Regions from separate parts of the Hordeum vulgare genome. Here region 2 is linked to region 1. Evidence: chromatin contacts called from public Hi-C data. All regions are on one chromosome and are shown on one strand. Each heading gives the region's core, a stretch centred on a gene start, on an enhancer-like site or on the middle of the called end of the contact. The rest is flanking DNA. Distances are from core to core; before and after follow the strand shown.

The links. A called contact is a pair of places that touch in the nucleus more often than the background predicts.
Region 2: a contact with region 1 is called in a Hi-C map of leaf, with 6 times the contacts expected there. The contact joins the promoter of LOC123406339 here to the promoter of LOC123401689 in region 1. A contact is called at or near these places in 4 of 6 Hi-C or Micro-C datasets (leaf and seedling) and 1 of 1 datasets of contacts at active chromatin or transcription factors (embryo).

What each region holds. Positions count from the first base shown.
Region 1 is chr6H:67,645,986-67,652,650 of MorexV3_pseudomolecules_assembly, forward strand. LOC123401689 reads left to right here and starts at 2,751. Exons shown (of 6, transcript XM_045095534.1): 1 at 2,751-2,940; 2 at 5,193-6,596. The coding sequence starts at 5,289.
Region 2 is chr6H:67,917,656-67,924,320 of MorexV3_pseudomolecules_assembly, forward strand. LOC123406339 (putative adagio-like protein 2) reads left to right here and starts at 3,776. Exons shown (of 2, transcript XM_045099836.1): 1 at 3,776-4,241. The coding sequence starts at 3,994.

The sequences.
Region 1 (6,665 bases), core at 1,501-4,000:
TTTGAGGGGGGAACAAAATCCGGGGAGCAAATTTCGAAGCACTAGTCTTTGTTTTTAAGCATGCAAATGCGTCGCACTGCTTATGCTTTTTACATGAAAGTTTATCCCACTCAAAAAGGAAAAAGAGAAATTTGCAGACATCCAAAATGACACGAACAAATGCAAGACGAGTTTCTTTAGCAGTTTTTGACGTTTTCAAAATTATGTTTGGCTTTCATACATTTTTTTTTCACTTTTTTAGAGGATACACAGAGAAAAGATGTACTGTACGGGTATCCTCTATTCTTACATAGTTACAACTCATTATCTAATATATTTTTTCATGCAACAATGTCGCATCATCAAATTATGTATGAAGTCATAAGTTATTTTTTTCATTAATCTTTTCATGCAAATCATGCCACCTCATGCATTTTTTTTTTCTAAGAAAATAAGTCATGTAATAAAGTTTTGTATTTGTTTTTTCATTAATTTTGGTCTTCTACCACTTATCCATGTATTTTTTAACAAGGTTTCCGCCGCAACGCGCGGGGCATCGTCTAGTTGTAGAATAAAAGCCAAGCACCTATGCAACGCCTTTGACATACACTTACAATACCATGAATACAGTTGACAACTCGCCTAGTCGAACTTTAAATTGCAACGAGGCAATACACAAACATAAAGTACCGCGTTTAGACCAAAATCGGATACCTAATAAACACAACCTGTACACAACTCAGGTAGTCAGGTTGAGTCAATGCACTCTCCATCCTTTGTGTTTAGAAATCGAAGAGCGAACGGCGGAAACCAACCGGATTCAAATGCGTCGTCAAAAGGCAACCTGTGACGAGTACATTGTGCTACCCGAGAGCCCTCACCCATAACGGTAACGTCACCTAACGACACAATGTCCTAATTCTCATGGATGAGACGATCGGGCCGCCACCTCCAGCAACAACTCAAGTAGCCTTCATGGGCATCCAATACGCATCTTTGAGGAATACATGATCCTACCGCTGACAAGCAAGCTGTCCCAAGAGTATATTTAGCTGATCCTTTATAATTTAGGCCTTTATATGGCGTCTTGTCCTTTAACTCCTCAAATTTACTCCTCTTAAGTGTAGGGGTTCCTAGCCCGTCCCTTAAACTTAACTCCTTAGAAAACATTCAAACATAAAAATCATGGCTCGTTGTTGATGCCTTGTCGATGCGGCTACCGTCAGGCTTGAGGTTATCAATGTAGTAAAGGTCGATGACCGACGCACTTGACGACCAGGCTTCGTCGGTCTTCCCCAACTCATGGAGCTCGAATTGCCGATGCTCGTCCTCGATGCGCTCCAGATACCAGAGACAGAGCTCCGCCATGAGCTCCTCGTTGGAGCGCTCTGCCTCGAGGCACTCGCGGGGCCTCACGGTCCTTATGTGTGGAGCCCATTCAGAGGTTGATGGACGCCAAATCTATCACACAGGCGTTGAAGGGGAAGTTGAGCCGCGCCGACGTGTTATGGAGAAGCGCTCACCAAATATCGCATGCCCACATTGCCTGCGTCGCACACTGGTAGGGACTAATCCAAATACGTGGGTGGGTTTCGCGAGTCGTAGTCTCAACGCCCACTTCTCCTATGGCTGTAGCCGCACATCGAAGTACCTTCTCTGTGACATTGGCAGGCTGGGGAACCATGGGAAGAATACGCCGACATGGGATGATCCGCCGCGAAATCGGGTTCGGGACAGCTGCCCGTAGTGGCATAGATCTATGCTTCTAATCGACAACGGAGATTTGTCATCCTCACGATAAAAATTTGAGGAGTGTCTATTTGACATTTGACTGAAAATGAATTGGGCATCACTCAAGTTTTCTAACCAATAATAGAACAACTTAAGTCAAACCAGTGGAACAAACAAAATTACAACGTATTTACTGATGAAGTTACACTGTAAAACACCCACGAATTACAATCATAGATCCCACGAGTTACACTCCAAATCTTCTAGAATTACACTTGTGAAAACTGATGAACTTACACTTTAAAAACGGATGAATTTACACTGTAAATACCAAAAAAGTAGAGTGTAAATCATCAAGAAGTACAGTGTAAATACTAAAGAAGTACAGTTATTAAAGTCGAAAAATACGTACTGCATACACAGCGTCTAAAAACGAGAGTTTTCAGCGCAAATCTTAGCGCCAGATCGGATGAACAGAAAATTAAAAAACACTGACTGTAAAATAGCAAAACCGAAGATTTGTCATGGTTGCTCAAGAAAATTACATCCTGACGATAATATAATTTGTCATCTCTTGATTTGGCATGCTAAAAAACTGGACGTTCGATTTGTTGCGGGAACCTAATGAATCGATAAATAGGAAGTTTTTTTCCAAAAAATTATAAAATACTCCGTAAATAAATGCCCGAACTGAATTGGCAAGTGCACGATCTGATGGACGTTCAGGCGTGTACTGATTTCACCATTTCAAAGAAAAGGAAAAACAAAACTCGTGCAACCACTCGTGTGCACGTACTCTCGCCAGCAGAGCGCCTACCAAACCCCTGCGGTTTGCGTCACGTGCACGCCTACTCCGCGCGAACCGTGTACCGTAGCGCCCCACGCACACGTGGGGGTACCCTCCAAAGTGGGTGCCCGTAGGATTCCCACTTCGGCGCTCCCTGGGGAATATGGATCGGGTCACCCCACGCCCCGCCCGACCCGACCCGACCCGGCCCGTTCGTTAAACTCGGCTTAAATCGCCTCGGATCCTGCAAGGAGAGGAAAGGAATCCGAGCCCGGAAGCGCCCCCACACCCACACCCTCCCCTCCTCCTCGCCGTCTCCTCCCATTCCGGCCCCGCCGCCGCGACCACGAGGCACGGCCTCCCATTCCGGCCCCGCCGGCGCTCGCGCGCTCCCTCTCCGTCTTCCTGATCCGAGGCTTCCCGGACCGGAATGCGCCGCCGCTGTACGCCTGGTTTGCTGCCTCATCAGTGTCTCCGTTCCAGTATTTTGTTCTGTGCGCGTTTTCGTTTCCGTTCGAGGCTTCTCTGCTTCCTGACGCTGTTGCGTGCCAAAACCTCGCGAAATCAATCTCGACAGGTTTCAGCGTCAACAGTTTTTTTTTGTTGCTGTGGGGTTTTTTTTTCACGGGAAAAAAATAGATGTTTGTTACCGTGGATTTTATTTAGGTTCGGAAATGCCAAGGTTTTTCTTAAGAAATACTGTAATATTTACGCGCCCACGCAAGAAAAAACCCATTTCACTGGTGAAGTTGCAGTTCCGCTTATAGGAATTTCTCAATGGAGTAGCACTAGCAGTTATGTGAAATTTCCGCGGTTGTTTCCTCTAAGAAAAAGCTGGTTAGTGGGTGCGTGCTGACGGTTTGCGTGCTCTTTGCATACGGGCTCGGAGGAATCACTTGGTAGGAGGATGCGGATAGGCGAATGATGTCAGGGAGCCAATAATCGTGTCATGATATGTGGGGCGTGGACCCAATCATTTTGTCAAGCTCATCTTGAGAAATATTGTCTGCTTCATAAGTTGTTTTTTGGAGAGGATTGTTGCTGATGACTGATGACATCTAGACCCTGTTTATGTCATAATACAGTTAGGGCGTCTGGCGAACTGAACCAAGTGCTGCTACTCCTTTGATTTTTGTGACCGTCGACTTCTGTAGTAAACCATGTAGGATTCAGCATGCGGCCCTGCACATTGCTGTGAATATTCTATCCTTCTTTTGTAATTTAGCGTGAAACAACTGGACGGTAATATCTTGGTGACTAAAGTAAGTGCTTGGGTGGAGCGTTGTGGGCAGTTAGGTAAGCACAACAATCAAACATCAACATACTACTTGTCAACTTAGGCCCTGTTTGGAACCATAATAGATTATAATAATCTGGATTATGAACATAGATTATAAAAATAATCCAGGTGGGCATGTTTGGAGGCCAGATTATATAAACTGTAAACCAGCTTTTAAATTGTACAATGGCATGTTTGCCCTCAGTTTACAAGGAAAAATAGGAAAGTGGCGGTGGCACTGCGTAATTCACTTGAAGTTTACAAGGATAACACGTCATTTGTAATCCATAATCTCATTTTAGCTGGGGTAGAGGAGATTATGAGATTATAATAATCTGGTCATCTAGTTTATAAAATCTACAATATAAACTGTCCTGTTTGGAAATACAATAGATTATAAAAACCAGATTATATAATCTGGGTGGTTCCAAACAGGGCCTTAGTTGTTGGTGTGAACAGCTTGTGTTACTGTAGATTTTCTTTTGGATGAATTTTTTTAGATGGATGTTACTGTGGATTTTAGGTTCGGAAATGCCAAGAGGAGATCGAAGTATCTTGTTCTTGGGCAAAGTTTTTGCAAAGAAATGTGTACGCGCACACACAAGAAAAAACATTTCGTGAACGAAGTTGCAGTTCCGTTTATACGGATTTCTTAATGGAGTACTAGCAGTTATGTAAAAATTCCATGGTTATTTTCACTAAAAAAACTGATTAGTGGGTGCGTGCTGATGGTTTGCGTGCTCTTTGCTTACGGCTCGGAGGAATCACTTGGTAGGAGGATGCGGATAGGCGAATGATGTCAGGGAGCCAATAATCGTGTCATGATATTTGGGGCGTGGACCCAACCCTTTTGTTAAGCTTATCTTGTGAAATATTGTCTGCGTTATACGGTTGTTGATGACATCACGATCTTGTTTAGTAGCATGTCATACTATTAGTTAGGGACCTCAAGTGCAGCTACTCCTGTTGGATTTGTGTGACCGGGGAGTTCTGTAGTAAACCATCTAGGTTTCAGCTTGCAGCCCTGCACATTGCTGCGAATATTCTATACACGCTCTTTGTAATTTAGCGTGAAAGAACTACTAATATTTTAGTGACTGAGGAAGTGTTCGGCTAAGCACATTAATCAAGGATGAGCATACTACTTGCCAACCTAGTTTTTAGTTTGTTGCTTCTTCTTATGAATATATATGCGCACACGGTTTCATATTTTAGGTGTCTAGTATTTGTCTTGCTCATTTCTGTCTATTTGATTGGGATCCCACGGTAGAGAGAATTTACTGGCATGACACACTCTTATGCCTCGTTTTGCAATTAGCGTTATCGATGACTGTAGTGTAATTCAGAAATCACAATACTCTGTTTCATTTGTTGCATTTTTTCTTGCTTATTCATTTCTTGGCTTTCGTTGTCCAGGTTATATTTCTTATTGATCCTTGCAAATCGTGGTTACAGAACTACTTGACATCGGAGAATTTTTTTTCTTCTCGGTATTTAGCGACATCTGGTTACATGGAGGAGTATTTAAGTAGGAGATCCAGAACAGCAATTGGGTTTCTCAGGAGAGGTTCAGGCATAAATCGAAGCCCTGAAGAGACAATCAGTCAGAACACTGAGGTACAGGGACGCACTTCAAGAGTCAATCCTATGAAAACCAGGCTGGTTGATAATCAGGAGAGACCCAGATATTTACATGGCTCGTATAAATATGCAAGCTCAAATGTCATGTCTGGAAGCTCTTCCAAATTTCCTAAGAAATTTCCCCTTAGAAAATTTGGTGAGGAAAAGCGAAGGCAGACTTTGTTGGAAGGGGCTGACGTTGCTGAAAGTAGTAGAAGAAAGTCCGATGTCGGGTGTCTGGAGGGTAGTAAGAAAACCATTGTAGAGAATCAGGGTTCAGATGCTCCACAGACTGAGACAGAAGGATTAACTGCCAAAGATGATGAACTGATAGCACCCGATCCTGAGGTTTCACATTCTGCTGGTTCTTCAGGTATACCTGCACATACAGATGGATCCCTGATAAGGAGCGCCTCACTAAGTTCTGAAACACATAGACAGAAGAATAAGGAATTGAATTTGGGCAGACCTGGATATTCTTGCTCTTCGTCATTTAGTAATCAGCCTACTATACCTAGAATTCCCACCGTTGGTGCAAAGCCATCATATGGTCTTGTTAGTGGAGAACAAAGACGTGTACCACGTGGTCTTAAAAACCTTGGTTGCACTTCAGTCTCTGATGTTCTGCCATCAGGATGTTCATCTGATTCTGTATATAGAATGAGCTTCGATGCTATGAGAAAGAGAGCTTCTGATGGGGATGGCTCTTCCAGATCAAGATTCATAAGTGGACCATCCAGTTTAGGTCATTCACATACAATATATCCTAGCATTAGTGGTCCCAGAATCAGAACTACCGAAGAATCAGTTCGGCAACAAAAATTACGAAGCCGCAGCAGAAATATTCAGGATTCAGCAGTATCAGTAAGGACAAGACGGACTTCTCCTCGAGACACTAGGTTCAGGATGTCCGAGGAAACAGAGGATTCCGTGCTTCATCTGAATGAGTCTAACGCCGGGAATCAACAGTCAGTCGGTGCTGATTTTTCTGTGGAAGAGGGTTCTTCAGAACGCTCCATAAGACCAGTCTCTGTGGAACTACCTCATGCAATTTACTCATCTAGTCGTCAGGGATCGAGTACTCGGACTGCCAGGAGAACATCGACCTCTCGTTTTGAGCAAAGCCCCCCACAAACATTTCGCAGTCTGGCGAGGGAAAGAGGTGGCCACAGACGCATAAACATGGAAGGCATTGCAGAGGTCCTTTTCCAAAACACATTTCTATATTGTTCCAGTTGTATTATTCTTGTAGATAGGTTTTATGTAGGA
Region 2 (6,665 bases), core at 2,526-5,025, 270 kb after region 1:
TTAGTTCCTCTTGTTGCCCCAGAATTGCCTTGACGCAAGAGTCATGTGCTCGTGATAAGCATACTTAGTGTCTTCAGGGCAGCTCTCCTCTTCATCATCCTCTTCTTCTTCTTCAGAAGCAGCTTTTGCCTTTAAAGCAAGGTTGGGTGAAGCTGTATTTGAGCGAACTCGAGCAAGTGCATTGTCAGTTGTCTCGTTCATGATTGACATTGCAATGAATTCATCCAACACCTCACTGGAAGACAAGGAGTGGGAATCTGGTCGTTGGCGAATGACTGATGACATGGCTTTGTTGAAAGGCATGATGGCCTTGAGAAACTTGCGCTTGACCCATGTATCATCCACATCCTTGCTCCCATGATCCTTGAGAGCCACAACAATAGCAGTCACCCTTCGATAGAGATCACGAGGGTCCTCATCTTACTTCATCACAAACTCATCGGCCTTATCAAGTATCACTTCATAGTTGGACCGTTGAATGCTTGACCTTCCCTTGTACAACACCATAATGTGCTCCCAACAGTCCTTAGCCAGAGTGAAGGGGCAAAGTGAGGAAGATCTTCAGGAGGTACTGCGGACTGGAGAATAAACAATGCGGAGTGATTATATTGATTGTCCGCTTCTTCTCTTGGAGTGAGGTTGCTTGGGTCATGGGGATAGTAGCCTTGCTCGATGATTCTCCATAAATTTGTTGAGTTGTGATTCAAATGAGACTTAATAGAAAATACCCAGTTAGCAAAATCACCCTTTACAAGCTTAGGAGGAGGACCAACAGGGTTAAGACGCGGTGTGGGAACAGGTCCTCCATAGACCATGGGAGGTGGAACTAAGGCATAAGTTCCAGTCCCATCATTTTTGAGAGGAGGGGAAGGTTGCATACCTTTAGCCGTTTCCTTAGAGGAATTGGCCTCTGAATCAGTGTTGGCAGGTTTAACCACCAACTCCGGTTCGGGATAACCTTTAATTCCCTCAATTAACTCTTTAAGCATGGTCTTGACTTCGTTCGTCAAGGACGTCTTGAGGGCGGCCATAGCCGTATTCAAGTCGTCCCTTGTGACCGAAGTAAAGTCCATGGCCTCGGGTTGCTCGTGGGAACTCCCTCATCATCTTCCATACTCTTCGGGTGGTGAAACCCTTAATAAAGAGACGTGGCTCTGATACCAATTGAAAGGATCGATATGGTTGACTAGAGGGGGGTGAATAGGCAACGACCACTTTTTAATTAATCTTAGCAAGTTAGGGTTAGCAACATAGAGGTTCTCTAAAATGATAACAAGGAAGTGAACCTATATGATGCTACCAACTATAAGTACTAAGGCAAGCAAGAGATGGACAATAACAAAAGCATACACAATGTAAAGGTTAGAGATAACCGCAAGTGGAACCAATGAAGACGAGGATGTGTTACCGAAGTTCCTTCCCTTTGACAGGAAGTACGTCTCCGTTGGAGCGGTGTGGAGGCACAATGCTCCCCAATAAGCCACTAGGGCCACCGTATTCTCCTCATGCCCTCGCACAATGCAATGTACTGTGATTCCACTATAGGTGCCCTTGAAGGCGGCGACCGAACCTTTACAAACAAGGTTGGGGCAAACTCCACACAAAGCTTGGAGGCTTCCAACAAGACCACGGAGCTTCACCACAACGGAATGTGGCTCCGAGGTGACCTCAACCGTCTAGGGTGCTCAAATACCCAAGAGTAACAAGATCCGCAAGGGATTAGTGGGGGGAATCAATTTTCTCTTGGTGTAAGTGTAGATCTAGGATTTCTCTACCAATCCCTAGGAAATCAACAAGTTTGATTGGTTAGGGAGAGAGATCGGGCACTTTTGAGTTTAGGGAGCAACAATGGAGCTTGGGAGGGTAAAAGGTAGGGTTCTAGAGCAAGAAGAACCCTTTATATAGTGGGGGGGGGGAAATCCAACCGTTTTCCCACTCACAGCCCGAGCCCAGCGGTACTACCGCTCGCTGTAGCGATACTACCGCTAGCACTCCAGCGGTACTACCGCTGGCTGCAGCGGTACTACCGTTGAGCCCATGGTAGTGCAGAGGCACTACCGGACCAACCATCGTCAAGAAAGTCTTCCCAAAAAGTCCGACGAAGTACAGCCGCTAGGAAGGCGGTACTAAGTTCCTCGAGCGGTACTACCGCTGACCAGGGGAGGTGCTACCGCCAGCACAGTGGTACTACCGACAGCCCTAGCGGTACTACCGCTAGGCCCAACGGTACTACCGCTAGGAGACCTTTTTGCAAGAAAAGATAAACCAGAGACGGGGACAGCTCCAAAGTTGCAGGGAAAAGGGGATGGAGATAAAGTGTGTGCGTGCAAAATTGATTCCACCCAAACCTTTCCACTACGGATCCCCTCTTAATAGTACGACGTTCCTACGACTCAACGACCAAGAGAATCGTAGAGGACATCGTGCTTCTGTTCCACGGAGGGTGCCGAATCGTCTTGTGCCGTTGACATGTATTATCTGAAAGCTTAATGCACACGATTAGTCCTTTACGGTACTGTCATCAATCACCAAAATTACTTAGGCATAAATATGCCCTAACAGGTGGGGGATTTCCTTGGAGTGGGGGATTCTTTGTCAAAAGATCAAATGTGGGAAGTCATGACTTGCTGTGTTGTCTTGCACAACATGATCATTGAGAGCGAGTAGTAGGAGCCAGTGTTTGACACCGAACCATATTATAGGCAAGGTCCTCTTACCCAAGTTGATTACGAGCTACCAGCAACCTGGACTGCCTTCTTCAATTTGCGTCAGGAGATCCGAGACCCACAGGTGCATCAACAATTGCACCACGATTTGGTGGAGCACCTATGGAGACTCAAGGGCAACCCCTAGTTTAATTTTTGATTTGTATTGGCTTGTTAAACTATTTTTTGATTTGTATTGATTTCTGTGATGAACTACGTGATAATAAATAAATGTAGTTGTTCAATTTGTACTGAAAAATACAAAATGGGCCAAAAGTGGACGAAATTTGCGTCGAAACTAGGCCGAAAGCGGCGGTTGGGAAGCCGAGCCCCCCCCCCCCCCCCCGGGTCATTTTTAGTGCCGGCCGATCCCCAGACGGTGCTATTTCGGGCCACCGTGGGGCTCAACGGCTGAAGATGCTCTAAGCCCCAACAAGACCGACGCATGAGAGAGCTTCATTTCGCTGGAGGTTAGTAGCTTAGAAGAAGTCATATTTCATATTTTGCACGCTACAGAATAACGTTAGGAGGCTGCATATACGGCAGTCGCCTGAAAATACACCAAAACACAATTGATTTGGACGAGCCTGGAATCCAATAGACTTTATCCTTTTCGTAAACCGCCAGCTCTACCTCGGGTGATCCGTCCCCCCACCTAGCCCAACCGGCGGCCTCTACCCCCCGGCACCGTGAATCTTCATCCTTGCCGCCACATCGTCTCCACCGTCACTTCCAACTCGGTCCAAACTCACCTCTCCATCTCGATATAAATCCAAAAATCATTAAAAAAATTACAAATATAAAACCAACTAATAGCATTTCATGGAATTGGAGTGAGTGTGATACAGCAGACGCCCTCTAAAAGGAAAAGAGCAGCACCGAGCCATCCGGTCGCACCACGCTGTCCCCGTCCCTTGCGCTCAGCGCAGCGGGAGTGGCCAGAGAGAGCCACCGGCCAGCGCACGCCGGCCCAAACCTCACATCACCGCCGTCCACCCCCTCGCACGGACGGCCGAGATCGCTCCCCCGCCCCCACAAACCAAACCCCGCACGTCCTCTCGTCGTCCTCCCTCCACTTGCCCCCGCCCCCGCCCCCGCGCATCGTCCACTCGTTGCTTCGTCTTCTTCCTCCCTCGCCCCAGATTAAATCCGGCTATTTAAATCGAATCCCCCAACGAACTCCCACTTTTCCCCAGCAGCAGCGGCGTCAGCGGAGCAGAGAGCGAGCGAGAGAGGAGCCAACCCTAGCGAGCGAGCGATGGGATAGGTGGGGGATTCCCGGCGGGCCATGGAGTGGGACAGCGACTCGGACGGCAGCGGGGAGGAGGACGAGGAGGAGGAGGGGGTCGGGCCGTGGGGCGCGGATGGGTGCCGGGGCGGCGGCGGGTTCTCGCTGGCGATCGAGGGGGTGCTCGGCGGCGCCTGCGGCCTCGTCGTGTCCGACGCGCTCGAGCCCGACTTCCCCATCATCTACGTCAACCGCGGCTTCGAGGACGCCACCGGCTACCACGCCGAGGAGGTGCTCGGGAGGAACTGGTGAGTGACCCCCCTCTCTACCTCTCGGCCCGCCGATTTTGCCTTCTGCGGGTGGTTACGCGCTCTGCGCGCGGCGAATTCGAGCTTTGGACGGCCGTGGCGCGGGCGGTGTTGGTTAGTGCTTTTGTGGGGGATCTGAGTTGCGTGCTGCTTATTATAATATACTAGTTATTATCCGATTGGAACTGATTTAGTGGAACATAGAACAGGAAACCACTAGTTCAGTTGGTTTGCAATCAAATTTAGTTAGGCGGATACTAGTATATCTATTCTGTTTGGTGATTCATCACCATCTGTGTCAAATCAGGGAGATGGTTATTGAGAGAGATGAGCTCACCGTTTGTTTGTGCTACAATTGGGCCAGTAGAACACTTACTTTTCAGTGTTTTATATTAGATGGATTTCGACCAAGGAGATGCATACATCTAGCTCCACACTGAGAACATACATCTTGCTCCCCACTGGCACTGAGAACAGTAAAGAAGCCATATCATACTTAAGAGTCGGAGTATTACTTACGGCTTGGTTGTGCTGTGGGTTCGAGCTTTGGCAACGTGCCATGCGTGCGTGGGTGTTGTTGGTTTATATTTTGTGGGGGATCTGAGTACATGCCGCTTATACCAGTTACTGGATTGAAAGTGATTTGGTGGAACAAAGAGCAGGAACTAGCAGTTCAATTTTTGATTGCAAAATTAGTTAGGTGTATACTAGTATCTATATTCTGTTTGGTGCTAATATCACAATCAGTGTCAAATCAGGGAGGTGGTTAACGAGAGACACAAGCTCACCGTTTGTTTGTGCTACAATTGGGCCCATAGAACACTTACTTTTCAGTGCTTAATATTAGATGGATTTGAGAACATACATCTTGGCCATCTAGGCATCTAGTTCCCCACTGAGAACAGTTAAGGAAGACCATATCGAAGTTAGGAGTCAGAGTATATCAGTTACGGTTTTGGCATGCGGCAAATTCAAGCTTTGGCGACGCTCCATGGGTGTGTATGTGGTATTGGTTTATGTTTTGTGGGGGATATGAGTACATGCTGCTAATACTAGTTACTGGATTAAAATGTATTTAGTGGAACAAAGAGCAGGAACTAGTAGGTTCAATATTAGTTGGCAAAATTAGTTAGCATATACTAGTATCTGTATTCTGTTTGGTGCTGATATCACCATCAATGTCAAATGAGGCAGATGGTTAGTGAGAGATACCAGCTCACCGTTTGTTTGTGCTGCAATTGGGCCCATAGAACACTTACTTTTCAGTGCTTTATATTAGATGGATTTAAGAACATACATCTAGGCCATATTGTAGTTAGGAGTCAGAGTATATTAGTTACGGTTTGGGCGTGTGGCAAATCCAAGATTTGGCGACGCGCCATGGGTGCGTGGGTGGTGTTGGTTTATGTTTTTTTAGAAAGGAAGTTGGTTTATGTTTTGTGGGGATCTTAGTACATGCTGCTAATAGTAGTTACTGGATTAAAAGTGATTTAATGGAACAAAAAAAGGAGCTAGTAGTTCAATTTTGGTTTGCAAAATTGGTCAGCGTATAGTAGTAACTATATTCTGTTTGGTGCTGGTATCACCATCAGTGTCAAATGAAGCAGATGGTTAGTGAGAGACACGAGCTCACCGTTTGTTTGTGCTGCACTGCAATTGGGCCCGTTAACACTTACTTCTCAGTGATTTATATTAGATGAATTTCATTGAAAGAGATACACACATCTAGCTCTGCTCTGAGTCTCCAGGAACATGCATCTAGCTCCCCACAGAGAACACTAAAGGAGGCCATATCGAAGTTAGGAGTCCAAAGTATTTCAGTCCAGTTAAGGGCTTTGTTGACACAAAAAAAACATCAACTAGAATCATGCTGTTAAATCTTAATTACTTAAAACAGCACTGTAAGAACATCAGAAAGAGACCAGACTAACAATTGTAGTGATATGTGGTTGGTTAGCTGTCTATCTGCTCATCTCCTCCAACAACAAAAATAACTAGTTAGTTAGTGTATGGTTGCACATGCACTTCTACAATGAGTTATCTTTGTCTTAAGGTGTTGCGCTGCTGTTGATTATTCATTGGAAATTGATTTAGGATAGAACCTGCCTGCTTTTTATTAGGGTGTAACCCTATTTGAGGTGAAATAGTGTGAAATAACTAGAATGTTTGTGGTTTTTATAAAGTAACTCTTGTTTTTTTAACACTACCTTTAATCTTATTTGCACGTTCTCTAATAGTACTTTCCTGGTTGGTGACCTATTTTGAAAAAAAAGTTAATTCAATCAGTTTTTGTTTTGTTTTGCTAGAAGTGTGGTCTAAGATTAAAAATTTAGCTAGTCAGCTGTCTTAGGTTTGAAATCTTATGCTATGTGGAGAAGCAGTAAGGAGGATCACCGATTTAGCATCAGGTCTAATTATTATTTA